Linked DNA regions of Gasterosteus aculeatus: region 1 is linked to region 2. The links are chromatin contacts, called in public Hi-C maps. All regions are on one chromosome and are shown on one strand. The core of a region is the stretch at or near the end of the contact, and the rest is flanking DNA. Distances in the headings are between cores, read along the strand shown.

What was found. Hi-C and Micro-C count contacts between places; a contact is called where the count stands out from the background.
Region 1: a contact with region 2 is called in a Hi-C map of tail fin, with 6 times the contacts expected there. The contact joins two enhancer-like sites. A contact is called at or near these places in 5 of 6 Hi-C or Micro-C datasets (liver, skeletal muscle, tail fin and 1 more).

Annotation. Positions count from the first base shown.
Region 1 is chr4:16,342,131-16,346,926 of fGasAcu3.hap1.1, reverse strand. It overlaps gpc4 (glypican 4), which reads right to left. Exons shown (of 9, transcript XM_040172820.2): 3 at 384-781; 4 at 1-143. Among protein-coding and RNA genes, the nearest start is that of brd8b, 8.3 kb to the left of the region's middle. Within about 2 kb of position 2,871, at least 3 of the 9 cell types and tissues checked have open chromatin away from gene starts, as enhancers often do.
Region 2 is chr4:16,297,038-16,301,825 of fGasAcu3.hap1.1, reverse strand. All of the region lies in intron 6 of gpc3 (glypican 3), which reads right to left. Among protein-coding and RNA genes, the nearest start is that of gpc4, 26 kb to the left of the region's middle. Within about 2 kb of position 1,260, at least 1 of the 9 cell types and tissues checked has open chromatin away from gene starts, as enhancers often do.

The sequences.
Region 1 (4,796 bases), core at 1,622-4,121, 43 kb before region 2:
TCCAGGTCGGCCTGGTTGGCGAGACACCCGCGCAGCACGTTCAGGCAGTAATTCTGGCAGGGTTTCAGCGCCACCTGGCCCGAGCAGTAGGGACAGTACAACATCTTCATGGACGCTCGCACGCAGCTGGGGGACGCGCTGACCTGGAGGGGGCAGTTAGCGCACGGTTAGCGTTTCCCCGCGGCACCACGCTCATACTCAGAAACCCAAAATCACAGCAAACTCCACACGCCAGTGTAAACATTAGCGGTAATGAATCCCCCCCCCTTGCAGAGGAAGAAAAACATGCCGTACCAGAACAGTCAACGTGGCTTTTGTTATCAGACACTAAGGGAAGGAAGACACCCAGAGGGGGAGGGATGGACGCACACTCGCTCACTCACCATGGAGACTTTGTTGACCACCTCCGGCAGGAGCGTCAGGCCGCGCACAAAGGTGCGCGCGGCGACGAAGGCCCGCGTCAGCTGGATGCGCAGCTTGCGCGGCACGTCGCCGAAGGGCTGCAGCTGCTCCGTGTGCTGGCTGACGCACTCCATGTAGGCGGGGCTGAACTCGTACTGCACGTTGACCAGCCCGAACATCCTCTCCAGCAGGTCGGCCCAGAAGTCCGACAGCATGGAGTCCAGGTTGACGGCGGCGCTGCCGGACACGTAGTACCGCTTCAGGGCCTTGAAGAAGTTGTCGAACAGCTCAGAGTTCCGCATGTACATCATCCCGTACGTCCGCGCGAACATGTTGTGCAGCGAACCGTGTGCGTTTTTCAAAAGCTCGCGGAAAAACTCTGTTGAAGAAAAGGAGGGAGGTGGATTAGTGCGATGACTAAACGCGGAGGCCGTTTTACGTTGTTAACATGGCACAACGAGACTCTGGCCATAGCGCCCAGCCCTAGAACAAAGGGAATTCAATTTGTATGATGGATAACATGTCCGTGTTCCTCGGGGCAGCTACAGAGGCCACCGTTTCTATCGATCTTTGACTCAAGAATGGCCTCGTTTGGGCAGGATTTTCACACATAGTGCTTCTTTGGTATCTCATTACGAAACAAAAAGGGATTGTTATTGCAAAATACAGATTCCAGCAAGGCCACAGTGTATGTTAGTAACTAGATTATAGATGTTGCCTGCCAAAAAGCAACCTTTCTAAAGTATAATGCTCCTGCCACCAGACTTTATTCCAGTACATTGCTTTCTGAAGCTGTGACCGTGACGATGCTGCCACGGCTTCAGATCACAATGATGTTTAGCCGCCTTCACCTGTACCCACATCCCGACACTCTCCGCATCTCAACAGAAACAGCTTGAGCATAAAATCAAAAAGATGAAAGGCAAAAGGAATGTGTTGTGGGGGGGGGGGTTATAATGAGGAGCTGAGAGGGGTGAAGCAGGAGGGGTGAAAGGTGAAGCCGGAGCATCTGTGTCAGGCGGATGGAGCGGCTCCGGGTGGGAGAGCGGTGCCGCTTCGGGCCCGGCCGTCTCTCCATTGAGGGAGGGAGGGAGGGAGGGGGGGGCGGCGGCATCTCTCCGCATCAAGCTGACCACCATCAATGGCGCTTCTCTGTTGTCACATTCCATTCGCTCTCCTTTCTCCCGACTTGTCCCGGACTGTCCTTCAGAGGCATTTTCAATAGGATTAGTGAATAATGCGAACCCCCCCCCACCAACCACCCCACTCCCATATATGGACCTGTACCCCCCATCTAGCCCTCCATCTCCCTCCCTCCGCCGCTTTCACTTCATCAGTTCCTTCAGAGCTCTCTTCACTAGAGACAGGGAACAATGACCTACTTCATCCTGAGGAATGTCCATCACCCCCACCCCCCCATAATCCAGGCCCCCTCTCCCACGGACACCTCCCCCCCCCCCCCCAGAAACTTTCTTAATCTGAACAAAATGAGAATTCCTCAGTCTCTGAAAAATGCTTCACCTTCAGTCTAGCGTTGCACTCGGCTCCTTTCACCCGTCCGTGTGCACAAAACGGCCGTCCGGCTGCCGTCCCTCTGGGCGCCCTCTGCCTGGCTTTGACATGTAAAGTTCCCGTGCGCCCAACCCCCGCCCCCGCTCCCGGTCAAATGGAATTAGTTCATTTAAAAAAAAAAAAATCTATTGACCGCCCTAGTATATATTATATCACACCCCCCTCACACACACACACACACACTGTGAGGGCGGGTTAAGTTGAGGATTTTCCTTAACTCCAAATTCCCACTGTGTTGCCAAGGATACCGGAAACACTGCAGCCCCTCCATTTACTTCACCCGCCATCATTGCCCCCCCCACACACACACACACGTCCACGCTCCATTGACAAAGATTAAAACAAAAGGTCCACCCCAACCCCTGGAATGTCATAGTTACCACAAGTTTAAAGTCAGTGAAAAGAGACAAGTGGTGAGGAGGAGGAGGACAAACTTCTCTATTTCCTCTCTACAGTTTGTTAGAGCGGTAATCCCTATATGCTAAACAGATAAGCCCTGTAATGAGTTTGGACAAACCCTCTGGTAAGAGAAGGAGCGCGTCCTGTGGGGGGTGAGTGTGTGGGTGTGTGGGTGGGGGCCATGGGGGAGGGTTGGTAATGGTGGGGGCTCCTCTTTGGGAGTCTGAAGTATGAGCAGCATTACACAGGCATCTTGCATTGTCATTAAAAACAGTTTATGACACGCAGCCATCTGCCAACAGGCCGAGGAGCTGAACACTCCCTCATGATTTTTCCATTAAAAAATGTTGCCTTTCGCTCCGCCAATGGTCTGAGGAAATCTGGGTGAAAGGTTACACGGGAGAGAGAGAGAGAGAGAGAGAGAGACACCACGCTGTAACGAACTGTAAGGAAGGAGGACTCCTGCCTGGTCTCCCTCCCCTTTGCCCCCCTCACCCTGTCATTATTGCCACATGTTGCAGAGGAGGCCCTACATTATAAGAGGATCCGTAGGCCCGATCCATCATGGGAACAGAGGAGCTGACCGATTCTCCTCCCACTTCCTCCTACAAGGAGCCCCCCCACACACGCACACTCCCTCTGCGCCACCCACCCCCGTCCCTATAAACTCTGCTCCTCCCAATCCCAGCCCAGGCAGTAATTGCATCCTATTTGTGCCAATTAGTCCCTGCGCTTCTCACTTTTCTTGTGGGTCGGGATTCTGACCCTCCTGCTGTTGGTCTCTAGAGCTTTCGAATGGATGTCTCTTGTTGTGTGTGTGTGTGTGTGTGTGTGTGTGTGTGCACGCAGAGAGAAGAAGGGGCCTTAATCCAGGCGCTTAAATCCCAGACACAGGCTCGCTCCGCTGGACGGGGTCAGTGCAGTAGGACAGACACACAGCGAGGAGGGTCTCGAGAGGGGAGCTCTATTTCTGGCCCTGGTCTTAATTAGCCGTGACTCGTAGCTCCGGGCGCATGGAGACAGCCTGCCTAATCACAAATGCTACTTCCTGAGTGTGTTAGCGTGGGAGCAACGCGTTTAACACGCGCACCACAGCGCAAGCGCCCGACAGCCCTCCTCCGAAACGGTGGACACAAAGAGAAGCTTCCTGTGCCTGTTTACCCGGCGGGAAAGTGCCTCATTTGGGGGCGTCTCGACACGACAACGGTGAATAATGGGTCGGCAACCCGGAGAGTCCAGAGAGGCGGGCTAGAACCGTGGAGCCGGGGGGGGCGACTGTCACTGGCACTGTCAGCTTGGTCCGAAGGCCGACCCGACAGCTACTCAGGCTTTGCGTGCTGTAATGTTTGTGTCATGCAAACACGTCAAGTTATATCTTGTTTTAAAAGTGACAGTATTTAAGCCTCGTATATACACACAACGGGGCTAACCAGTTAAATGATAATGAGGTCTCACAGCAGAGCAGGTTTTTTATAGATATGTAAAAAAAAATATATATATATATATATGCAGATATATGCTTTGCATTTTGCTCCAAATGCAAAAGCTCAGAAGAAACATGAAACGCACGACAGCACTCTGTTAGAGGGAACAACGTTTTAAATCGTATCACATTGTATTAAACGGTGTAAGACAAATGTAATGTAAAGATGAGTTATTTCTCTGTCAATGGATTGAATGTAAATGTTTTGCAATCAAATAACCTGTTATGTTCACTAGTTTCTGCGGCCAAAACGTGAATATTTATGATCGCCCTCTGAAGATCTTTGCGTTCAGGTTTGTTGGCTGTCGGGTCAAAAAACAAGCACAGAAACATTAAAGCGATCGCTCCGACGAGCGGTGCGTTACCGCGCGTGAAGGGAGGAGAGAGAGGCAGAGAAAAGGGGTTTGCGGGTGGGGGGGCGCAGGACGTCTACAGCAGCCACTGCATTCCGACACGTCAAATTCCTGTTCACATCTGGCTGCAATACACACTCCTCGTTACGGACTATCCCTCGCTCCCTTTCCCTGACACATAAGATCTGAAGGTCTCTGCATGTGCACAAACTAGCAAAGCATCGAAAACCCTACACGGGTTTGCAGATCCGGAACAAGCGACATTGTGTTGAGAAACGTGAAACTCAGGAAGTCTATCAGTTGATCTTCTGCCTCTTCTCCAGCGGTGACACGGTCGGGTGGCGCAGGCTAGTCAAAGCTGCCCCCCTCCCTCGGTGACTCAGCACGGTTCTGTGTTCCCATGATCTCTCAGCCTCAGAATGGGAAACCTGATCCCAATATATACAGGCTTTCTCACACACACACACACACACACACACACACACGATTGTGTGTGTGTGTGTGTGTGTGTGTGTGTGTGTGTGTGTGTGTGTGTGTGTGTGTGTGTGTGTGTGTGTGTGTGTGTGTGTGTGTGTGTGTGTGTGGTC
Region 2 (4,788 bases), core at 11-2,510:
CAGGTTAGCAAGTGTAAGTTTACTAAACAGCGTCTGACACCCACCGTGTCTATTAGTCGGATAGTACGCACACCCTGTCGGGGAAAAAAAGGCCACCGCACGCCGGCCTTGTCACGAGGCGGCTTCCATTCTGCCTCTACTGTAATTATTATGCTCACAGCACCGTGTTCGTTCACGCATTTCAAAGACCTGTTTGAAGTGCTGCTTTATTTCGCTCGTGCGCTCACGTTTCACCGGTGCGTGTGAACTGGGAATGGATCCGCTGTAGTCATATCGCTAACTATGTGTGTACAAGATTAACTGCCACCAGCGTGCACAGTAAAAGCTGTCCCGGAGTGTGAGTTGTACATTAAAGGCGCGCATTCTGCGCGGGGGCGCGCGGGGTGTCGAGCACACGCTGCCCAGGCTCCGCCGGCTCAGAGGAAGTGAGGCTGCGTGATGGAATTTGTGGCGCTCGGGATCTGTTTTTTTTCCACCCTGAATTCCTGTCCTACCTGCAGGACTTTTCCCAGGTTCTGGCTTCAATTAGAGTGGGAAGCTGGGGCCGAGAGAGCAGAGGGAGGGATGAGGGGGTTTTGCAGAGAGGGAGGGCCGGGGGAGGGAAGGGCGACGGAGCTGGAGTCCGTCACACACAGCTCAGCGCAGCTGGAGAGATGGAAAGAAAGGCGACTGACGGAAAAGACACGAGAACGAGGTGCAAACAAATAAAAAAGCGGGAAGAGCGGGCCGGGAGGTTTCAACGGGGAAAGATCAAATAATGAAAGGTCCTCAGCAAGACGTTGTCTTTCATGTGCGCGGTGTTGCAGATGGAGTCCCTTCAAAGAGCGTCATGTAGCCAGGAAGAGGCTGTCAGAATGATCCCGGGAGGTCTGACCCTCCAAATGGCAAATTCACCTGACAAACGAGCGGGAAGCGTTCTGTAATCAAAGACCAATCCCATAATTGCCCCATTTTGCCACTAGCTCAACCGTCCCCTGTGAGATTAGCTGTACAGAGGAGAGACACGATACTCTGGGAAGTTAAACAGATGTTGAGACAAAACAACCTCGTCTCCTCAGAACCAAAACAATACGTTCTAATTTGAGAGCGCCGTCCTTCACGTGCACGTGTCTCCGCACGAGGGAGCTCATTTAGCCATTTCTTGTTTCTTTTATAAAAGTGTTGCCATCTTCGTTGAGAAAGCAGCGAGGCTTGTTGGCATGGCAGAATACCTCCTGCTCGACGTCACAGTCGGGTGAAAGAGGACTCTTTATCAGCCTCGCTGCACATGCACATGCAGGGCACACCGCTCCAGACAGGAATGCGTTACACAGCATGCACACAAATGTCCTCGGCGCTGGAAGTTCCAAGGCGGGGAGCAATAACCGAAAGGGGAAAGACATTTCTCTTCCATCCACTTTCTACTGCACATTTCACTTTAAATGTTGGCTGTGGTTCAGTTATGACATCAGCTGCTCCGGGCGTGAGAAAACGCTGTTTTATAAGCATGAGGCGACCGGCCTCGGAGAGGTCTTTTCTTTTTTTCTTCTTCTTTCAGTGTTTAGTTTAGCCTCGCAGAAGCAAAAAGGCAAGGGTCTCCCTGCCAGACTGTCTGTATCTGCGGATTCTCTGATCAACACTGACAACGTGAGAAATGACACATTTCCGCTGCACGGCGGCATTTCTCAGGGCCATCGTCACGGAGCACTTAGGAGCGAAGGAACGAAACATCGGGGGGGGGGTTAAGTTGGAAGGAAGTGGATTCTTTGGAGGGGTCCCATGTTCCCCTCGGCCTTGGAGAGAGCAGCCCCTATATTTTCACAACACGGTCCGAGGGCCGGGGCTGATTCCTGGTCCGAAAGTGGGTCAGCAAAAGCTGGAGGAAGCATTGATTGCGCTCACCACTTGAGCCGAAAGCAGAATAATGTTCATTCAGGAAGGGGGGGACGTGTGCGGGATAAGAGAGCCTTTGCAGGACTTGTATAGCCCGGTTTGTGGGTGAGCCGTGTCCTGAACGCGCGGACAATCATGTACACATTCTTCAGTCTGCCGCTCCGCGCACTGTACAAAAGGGAAGAGACTGAGACTGGAACACGGACGCTTTAAATCAATGTGGCGCTCTCTTGGTCGACTTCCAGGAACATTACACACGTTATCTCGTTGTTGGCCCGTCCCCGTGCACGCCGCATATGAACCGGGCAGACAAAAGTAATTACGTGTGAGCTGTGGCCTATTCGCCCATCGGAAGGTTAATTAGTCTGTGAGCTTTTAGCCCGGGAACATTCAGAGGCAGTGGTCTTTCAACTAGCGGGGAGGCGGAGACCTTGTAAAACTGCTTTTAACCAAACAGCCTCACTTTCTCCGGTGCCTTCAGAGCTTGTTTACAAGACGCCGGCTCGGAGCGGCTCAGACCAAGAAATACTGCGTTCAGTCAATAAACATTTAGCAGGGTTATAAAGCCAGTTTAAGGGTTTGCCTCTTACAGGGGAGGAGCCAGGGCTGCGTTTTTGTCTCTTTGTCACGCTACCATGGATGGCCGACAGTCAGTCGGTTCACCACTCAGATACTTCAACAAGTGTACCATGGATGCACAGATTCAAGGTTCCCTGAGGATACACGCTAGCTCTCTGCTCCGCCGCGGCAAAAACATATATTTTTTTTAAAACCACACTTTATCAGTGTGGGGGAAACACAAAACACATCTTTTGGATTTATTACATCAGTGAGGCTTACGTTTTCCCAGTAGAGCCCCTGTAATAGACATGGCGTCTTTGTAAATCACCTATTCAACGCTTGAGTGTAAAGGGGCTTTATGAACATTATGATTGAAGTGTATTATGTCCTCCCTATACTCTGTTATGTCTATCTTACACATAATAGAGGGGAAGGGGGCTGGATATCCTATATTAGGATTTCCAGCCTGCTTCCTGACAAGCTAGAACATGACTGGCACCATTGGACTGTTTCCTACGGTCTAAGTATCGTCACGTCACGCTATAAGACTTTAAGACTGCAGCCGGATTGGGCTTCTGTAAGACACTAACGCACAATCACATTGTTACTGCGAGCATGTGTGCATTAAGACGTTAGCGCTCAGCTCAGCTCAGCGTTTTTCATCCTCACTGAACTGCTGCGTCCAGACTCTTAGTCTTGTTCTTACTTTAGCAATGAACAATGTGTCTATCAAATGTTAGCTAATTTTAAAAATAGATAGAAAAAGATTCAATAACAACTTCTAACGTAAAAGGAAAAATCTAAAGTTACCCGAGTGAGCACTCGTGCACAAAAAAAACAAAATATTTCAAACTCCACAAGGGGAGTTTTTATTGCAGACTATGGTGTTGTATTGCACCATCTTTTGAGGCGTTCCCATTGTGTCCCTCAGTATATCAGCATAGTGATGATTTCTGTAATCACATTTCTGTTCAAAGTCAAGAGTCATAAACAGTTTTTCCGGAAGTGAACTAGTCAGTCAATCATTTGTTAGAAGTTATTCCAGCCCATTGATGTCGAGATCTGAGGGGAAGCTTGAAATGTGCTTAACTTTTCTGTACGGTCATCAGATATGGGATTAAAAACAGCCTTGTGATTAGCCAATCTGCATAAATATCAGACGTTTCTGCTTACACACACACACACACACACACACACACACACACACACACACACACACACACACACACACACACACACACACACACACACACACACACACACACACACACACGCACACACACACACGCACACACACAGGAAGAAAGAGCTCGACTGTGTGCGTGTTTCAAACGGCTTGTCTGAATGTCCTTCGCCAAAATGCATTTTCTTGCAAAAACCTCATCAAAAGCCCATCAGGAACCTGATCCACCCGGCAACCGGTCTGCAGCTCTGCTTGTTATCACATCGGCGCAAATGTTTGTCCCTGTCAGGGCAGGAAGTTTTCAAAGGCTTATTATATTAGAGTGTGTACGTGTACACGTCCTGTGTTTTTAGGATTATGGGATGAATCCAGTTCATTGGAAATAAACATACGGTGTGTGTGGGTTTTGTTAGGCCAATATTCCTGTTGGTGTCATGAACATCATACTCAACAAGTGAAACGCTGAGGGATGAGAATGCTGAGTTTGGAGATTTTAAACAAGAAGTGAGCAGTAAGACGACTACCTGAATTTTACGATAACATCCAACACACCTTTCTGCTTTATTTCTCACACAACGTACTTACGAAAGCAGTTTTCCTGTGAATGTATTACTACCAGCATCTAATGCTCACTTTTGGTTGGACCTCAAAATAAATTGTTTTAAATAATCTGATCATCTGACTGCTTTTATTTCTCGTGATTATTGTTGCTCAAATCTTTTAAACCTGAGATGTGAGAGGAATCCTTTGGGGTGATTCTGAAGAACGTGGAAGGAAAGTAAACACCTGAAGGTCCTGTTCGAGTATCACTCCTCTCGCCTCCACCCCAAAGTGCTCATGAGGTAATACAGCACAAGTAATTGGGAAATTTGCAGCGTCTCAAACCACAACACCCTGTCTTTTTCTTGAGGTTGTCACAGGCGGAGTGGAGGAAGGTGCACAGTTGCTGCTTGGATCTCACAGGTTGTTTAAACAGGAGGGAAGGCCTGTAATCCACAGTGACAAGCCTGCAGCACTCAGGCGCTCAGACACATACACACACAGACAAAAGCAGACACACTTTGCAGCTGGAAGATGGTGTGCGTGTTTGTTGGGGTTGGGGCATGTGGAGTGAGGGGGGGCGGGTTTATGGCACGGCGGCCATCGACGTGTTGACAGCTTTAAGTGCAACC